Regions from separate parts of the Sus scrofa genome. Here region 2 is linked to region 1. Evidence: chromatin contacts called from public promoter capture Hi-C data. All regions are on one chromosome and are shown on one strand. Each heading gives the region's core, a stretch centred on a gene start, on an enhancer-like site or on the middle of the called end of the contact. The rest is flanking DNA. Distances are from core to core; before and after follow the strand shown.

The links. Promoter capture Hi-C pulls out the DNA fragments that hold promoters and counts their contacts.
Region 2: a contact with region 1 is called in a promoter capture Hi-C map of fetal liver, with 4 times the contacts expected there. The contact joins the promoter of ZNF22 here to the promoter of LOC100152956 in region 1. A contact is called at or near these places in 1 of 5 promoter capture datasets (fetal liver) and 1 of 2 datasets of contacts at active chromatin or transcription factors (alveolar macrophages).

Annotation. Positions count from the first base shown.
Region 1 is chr14:90,905,344-90,909,057 of Sscrofa11.1, forward strand. LOC100152956 (olfactory receptor 6C74-like) reads left to right here and starts at 1,823. Exons shown (of 5, transcript XM_021073091.1): 1 at 1,823-1,873. ALOX5 (arachidonate 5-lipoxygenase) reads right to left here and starts at 1,741. Exons shown (of 15, transcript XM_021072736.1): 1 at 1,472-1,741. The coding sequence starts at 1,621.
Region 2 is chr14:91,095,149-91,098,605 of Sscrofa11.1, forward strand. It overlaps ZNF22 (zinc finger protein 22), which reads right to left and starts at 1,740. Exons shown (of 2, transcript XM_003483520.4): 1 at 1,652-1,740.

The DNA of each region.
Region 1 (3,714 bases), core at 573-3,072:
GGATAATAAATGAGGGTGCTTCAGAAATGGGTGTCATCATCCCAAATGGATAACTCATTAGCCTTCCTATACCACCATCCTCTGGCCAGTTCCCTGGTTGGGGAAACCAAACAATAGGAGTTTGTTCTTATACTCAACATCTAACTCTTCTAGAAGGGAGCTGAAGTCAGCTTAATGTGTTAAACTTGGCCAAGTGCCAGGTTGGTTTATAGCAAGGTTCTGAGACTGTTGGGTAGGAATCAAACCCACTTAGTTTATAATCTGGAAGAGTAGACTATTATTTGCTTACTTTAGGCTCTGCAGACCTAAAACATCGTTCCCAAATTTTTATCCAACAAGTATTGGTTGAACCATATGGAATTGCCAATTTTGTTTGTCAACAATAGTCAACTATGAGCAATTCCTTATGGTTCAAACTAATAATCAAGGAAGTGGTGAAAAGACAGCCTTTTGAAGTCTAAATTTTTGGGGTCCAGTTCAGGAGCTGAGGGTAGCAGAAGGGAACAGATATTTCCTGGGCACCTGCAGTGCTTTGGGACTATCCCAATAGTCATGCTAGTGGACTGGGCACGTCCCATTAGACACTCAGGGAGGAAATGACCCGCCATGCTCATGGAAAAAGCCACAGGGCTCAAATTCATGTCCAGGTCAGCATCAGGAGCCCACTTCAGAATGAATCTACCTGTGCATGGGCTCACAGCTTCTGGCACCCCAGACTAGAGGTGCCATAAGCACTGGCTCCCTTTGCTCCTTGAACTCCCCCAGCTCCAGGGTCTCTAGTGAGGATGCGAGTGGAAAAACCCTCCTTGGTCTTCTCCTCTGAGCCCTCACACCCTGGGTGGAAGTGTTCCCTGCTGTACACTCTGCTGGGAGCTAGTGACGACCTCTGGGGTTGCAAAAGACTTCTCCTGGCCTGGGTTGTCTTGTTCTTTTTCTCTGCATTCCTCTGGGAACCTGTCCTGAGAATGTGAGCTGCCCAGGTGTGGAGACATAAGCTAGTGCCACTCTGGGCCACCAGCTGGGTTTGGGCTCATCCGGGCTCCTGGACCAACCTGAAGCCAACCCTTGCACTTTACATTTGGGGAAACTGAGGCCCAGAGATGGGAGAGAGTAAGCTAGAGGTCAGGCCCAGATGGAACTCAGGCCTCTGGACTTCCAGATCTGCATGTTCTCCTGAGATTCTGAGGTACTCCGAGGTGCCATGCGTGGAGCCCTATGAGGTGGGGCACAAGAAACGCTGCTCACAGCACTTGCCCAGTTAAGGGACCTTTCAGAGGCTCGAGGAACCCACTAGTAAAACGGATAGCAAATCTTGCACCGTCTCCTACTCCCAGGGGAGAGGCACGGCGCCCTGCTGACCTCACCCAGGAAGACCTCCTCCCCAAACTTGGGTCCCAGCTGCCCGGACGGCTCCTGGACAAGCCCGCACTCGGCCCCAGCTGCCCAGCCCATCGGGGACACGCGTCCTCACCGCGCCGCGCTCGAAGTCATTGTAGAAAGGCTTGTCCAGCAGGTGCTTCTCGCTGCAGCCCGCGGAGCCCACGAGGCTAAGGTAGATATAGTCGTCGGTGCCCGCAAACCACTGGCTGCCGGTGGCCACAGTGACGGTATAGGAGGGCATAGCGGCGGGCAGCGAGGGTCGTGTGCGCAGCGAGCACTGGCAGCCTCGACGTGCCGGTCCGCGCGACAGCACCTAGCCTGCGCAGCACAGCTGCTTCCTCTCTCCGCCGTCGGGCGCCCCTGCAACCCCCGCCCGCTGGGCCCCGCCCCCGCCCCGTGCCTCTGCCCCCGCCCCGCCCCGTGCCTCTGCCCCCGCCCCGGCCCCGCCCCGCCCTCCTGCCCTTCTGACCTCGCGGGCCGGACCTCCAAATCGGTAAGGGTCACCCATTTCTGCTTCTCACCTCCTCCGCTTGGCTTCTTTTTAGCAGTCAAGGGACTGGGGTCACCTCAGCTGCTATCCCCTCCTCCCGCCGTTCATTCATTCATTCATTCACTCAGTTTCTCATTTATTGTTTTCACTCTTCACCCTTCCTTCCTGCCTCGGCTTCCCTGACTTCCCTCGGTGCCAGGTTCCTATGAAACATTAGGGCTCCAGGACTCCGAGAAAACCAGACATAGTCCCTGCTCCCACTGAGTTCCCAGTGGGAGTGGGAGGCCACGTGCTTGGGGAAGTTACCCGCTCTGTGATTACTTAGAGCAGGGGTGTTCTGGGAGTCTGCAGCGGGAAGAAGAACCCACCTGGGGAGTTAGGAAAGCTTTTGGACGGGGCCACACCTGAGCTGGTACTCCGGGACCTAGAGACTTCCGTGGGCATTGGCTTCTTCCGCAGACTCGGCTGAATGTCACTCCAGGCTAAGGGCAGTGGGCGCTGAGGTGAGTCAGATGCCAGCCACGCTCAAGCCTGGAGATTGTCAGTGACAGGTAGGGTAGCCAGAGAGAGGGAAGCCAGGAAGAGGAAACTGGAGTCCGGAGATCTACAGGGTTGTCTGGAGGAGGTCTGAGCGCTCCTAGAGGCGAGGAGTTGAAGAAACCTGAGGGTTGGGAGGCTGGGCGTGTAAGGGGAAAGGAATTAGACTTGTTCCGAGATGGCTCATGGGAGTGGACCCATGCATGGCAGGAAGTCCTAGGGAAGAAGATGTGGAGTTCACAGAAGGATGCTCCACGAGTTACAGCCAGTACTTGGGAACCCCGCTGCCTGGTGGAGTAATTGTGGGTTTTCTAACTGATGATGGGCAGAGGCCTGGGAGGGATGGTGGAAGGCTTTGTGCACGAGAGGGAAGCTTCCCTCAGGTGGTAAGCTTTCCAACTGCTGTGACATGTTCCCCAAATCTTCTATATTCGCCTATACCTCCCCCACTCCCTCTCCGTTACCGGAACTGCGTCTGACTGTGGTGCACATTCAGTAATGTATTGATCTAAATTTAAAAATAAGTTAATTCCATGCGAGATGGTGGTGGGTATGTCAAGTCACCTGTTTTGAAAACCTGGGCTCCTTCTGGTGGCAAATCCTGCTTCCTCCTCTGCCTGGCAGGACCACCACTCTGGGTAGAGAAAGAGTACCTGCCATTCTCTACAGATGGGAAGTGAGGGCAGAGTTCAGTGGGACTGATTTTATTTATCAAAAGACAACACCAGAGGGATTCTCTGGGAATCAAAGTGTAGCACGTGAAAGACTCTGGACACAGTTGAGATAGGGTAGATGAAGATGGCACAAAAGTGGGATCCAGGCAAAATATGTATTCCAGGAAACCCTGGAGAGGGTGTGAAGGATGGCTATAGAATTGCCCTTTGAATCTAAGAAAAAAACGGTTATTGTTTTCCTAAAGAAAGGAACTACATTTTGTCCTCCCATCCTGTCCTCCAATTCTCTAGCTAGGCTTATTTCTTTTTAACGTAGGTGGGATCATCTACTCCCTTCAAGTCCATCATCACTTGCTCTTCTTTCGGTTGTGCCCTCCTTCCTCTTTCTCCTTCCTTTCTTCTTTTTCACAGCTTTGCTGAGATGTAATCACCATGCCATACAATAATTTAAAGTGTACAGATAAAGGGTGTTTAGTAATATTCAGAGTGGTGAAGCCATCACCACAATCAATTTCAGAATATTTTCATCACTCTATTACCAGTCACTTCTCATTATCTCCCTCGTCTTTCTAGTCAGGGCAAACACTAATCTATTTTCTGCCTTTATAGATTTATCTGTTCTGGACATTTCAT
Region 2 (3,457 bases), core at 490-2,989, 190 kb after region 1:
AAGAGGACAGTTCTTTGAAAATGTGAACCAAAGAATTTTTTTTTCCTGGAGAAAGAAAAATTTCAAAAAAACTTTTACCTTGATAGTATTATGAGGACAGAATAAAAGGTGATATGCAGAACACAAGAAAAGGAGAAGAAATAAGTTTATATGTAAAACTAGGATGGGATTTAAAAAATTCCCAAATGCTGCAAAAAATTTAAAATTTCAAATAATTAATTTCATTTACTAACATAAGGTTATTTAAAATAATGGCCATAAACAAAACAAACACAAACTCCAAACAGGTGACAATGTAGGAGAACCTAGGACTGCAAAGGTAATACAATTATTGGAATTACTTTCCACATTTTGTGCCAGAAAGTAGACTGTAAAATGGGAATAATTACCCAGGGTCTCTGCATACAAGCTTATAAAGCAAATAATTGAAAACAAAAATTACATCACTGTTATTGCCTTTCCTTCACCTTACTGTAAAATTGAGACTCCAGGCCTGACAGCGCTAAGACTTTAACTGGATATTTAACAATTATATCTGCAGTAATTAAGGCAGGTATTAGAACAAACTGCCTACTACACAAAAATACAGAGAGAACAGTACTCATTTCTTAACTTTAGTAAATATTTATAGGACATCTATGACAAAGAGATATCTGTTAGGTACATGATATTGGTATTCGAAAACAGCTATAATGATAAGTACATACTGAAAAAAACACATTGATTTTTAAATACTATATAAATCAGTTCCGGTCGGAAACTCAGAGACTAACACATCTGGAACACTGCAGATGAGGAAATCACACTAACAGATAGCTGTGTGCCAGTCACTATTATCTTTTTTTTCTGGCCTGGCCCCGGCCATGCGGAAGTTCCTGGGCCAGGAATCAAACCTAGCCACAGCGGTGACAAAGCCGAAACCGTAATCGCTAAGCCACCAGGGAATTCCCTATGCCATCTTACTTAATTCACGGAGTAGGTTTATGGTATTATCTTCGTTGTACTGCTAAGGAAAGGCAGGCATACTCTGGCCAGGTTCCCACACCCTAGCAGCTTGAGCCCAGAGCTTGTACTTTTAGCAGCAGAATGACCTGCAGTCTTAATTCCCAACGTGAAGTCCAGCCCTCTGACCGGTCTTCAGTGTAATTCCATAGTAGATGCGGGTATTACGGTGAATATCAGTACACGGGCTGTTAGCCAAGCGAACACGCCTAACTGCAATGTGCTTGCTTTCTAGTACATAAAATGGGGATGACCATAAAACCCCTACATTATCAGGGCGTTGTAAGTTTAAGTGAGTCAATATCTGCAAGGCTCTCACAAAAGCCTTGTGCTACCCAAGCGTTTGTTCAAAGTTTAATCCTGACAGGCGCCTGATGGATGGCGTAAGGACTACGGCCAGGAGCCCGGGCCTGTCCTCCTCCCGCCAATCGCCGGGGCTACAGTTAAGGCCTCCAACTACCGCCTCTCCAAGGCCGGGCCCGCCCCACTCCCTCCGCCCCGCGGGCCGCGCGGAGCCCTTGCGGCATCCCGGGAGCGGAGGCCAAAGCCGCGCTCGCCACACCGTTGGCGGGTGAGCGCCGCCCTGCCGCGCCCAGCTTGCGCCTCTGGTGCCTCGGAGCACCTGCCCGCGCACCCCAGGGCCACTCACCGCGCCTGCCGTCCGCGGCCCTCGCTCGCCCGCCCGGCGTCCCTCGCGCCACCGGAAGTGCGAGCGCGCCGTTTGTCTGTGCCTCGCGGTCGCTCTAGGAACTTGGCGGATCGACCCTCTATGGTGCCTGGCCCACCGGAAAAAAGAAACCCTTTTCTTTTTGCCATTTTGTTTTCCCCTCGGAAGGCGTCCTGTGGCCCTCAGGACCGCAAGACTTGTGGTCTTCTCCCTTTGTGATGGAGGAGCGACCCACAGGGTGGGGGAGTGGCAGCCCGTGTGGTCAAGGTTTTGAAAGGCAACACCAGCCGGTCTGACCCCGAGGCTCCATTCTTTCGACAAATGTGGAGCACTTATTAATTACATAGAGGTACTTCTGGAGAGCCTAAACTATTTCTGATATTTTTCATGAGCCAATTATTTAATTCTTACCAAAAAAACCCCTACAAGATAGGAACGAGAGTACTCATTTTACAGTTAGGGAGGCCAAGGCTTAGAGTAGAAATCGCCTCACGTTCACACTATGTAAGTTGATGGCCAAAGATCTGTACCCGTCTTTTTGGCTCCAGAGTCTCATGATTTTCAACACACTGCCTTGTTTCTCTTTAGTAATGATGTCTCCTGATTCTGTTCTGTTACAGCCAACCACCTCTACCAACCTGTGCAAGTTCACCTGATCTGTGTCCTCCTTCCACCTGCAGAACTCCAAATCTAATGGCTTCAGATACCATCTGTATATGCTGAAGACTCCCAAACTGGTAACTCCAGTCAAACCTTGGGATGCAAATACTGTTGAACTCTAGACTTATATATCGAGTTGATTACTCGGTGTCTTTTGCATGTGTGATGAACATCCAAACCTAACAAAGCCCCAGATGAACTTCTGATATTCACCTAACCTGTTCATTCAACAGTCTTCAACCCAGCAGTTGATGGTGACTCCATCTTTTCAGTTACTCAAGTCAAAAATATTGATGTCATTGTTTCTCTTTTCACCCCAAATCCAAATCCAAGCCATCTGTAATTCTGTTGGTACTGTCTTCCAAATATATCCAGAATAGAGCCACTTTCAGCATCTCCACTGCTATAACCTCCACCAAGCTCCTGTTATGACCTGTCTGGATTGTTGCATTGGCTTTCTCACTGGTCTCTCTATGTCTACTCACAGCCCCAGAGTGATCCTCCTAAAACTCAAGTCAAATCTTGTCATTCATTTTGTTCAAAATCTTCCAAAGGCTTCCCATGTTATTAGAGCAAAGCCCATGCCCTCACAGGGGTACACAAAGCCATCTCTTGTTCCTTGTTGTATCAGTGCTCAGAAGGTAGCAGGCACTCACAAGTATCTGTTGAATGAATGAATTTGTAAGATGCTCATTATTTAGGAAGTGCTTTTACATCTATTTTCTGGTCATTCATCTTTACTAGAGTTTCATGAAGCACGGAGGACCTTCATATCTGCCTTACAGTAAAATGAGGCTGAGGGAAACTTGCCTGAAGTAACACAGAGAGTTGATGGCAGAGGTCGGACTAGATTAGAGGTTCAGCTCTCAGCTAGAGCTTTCTGCTCTGCAGATGGCAAAGCATTGAAACTGACTAAGGCCCAGACAAGGCATGTCAATTCAATAATCTAGATGATAGCTGGACTGTTGTAAAAATTAAAATAGATAATGCCAGGCACTTCACACAATGCCTAACATATAATAAATAAGAGGCATTGTTATTTTATTATTAAATTATTATTACGAGTGGTTGATGCTGGTGGCTGGAGGAGGGAGTGTAGGGGAGAATGGCCAAAGACAGTTTAGGAAG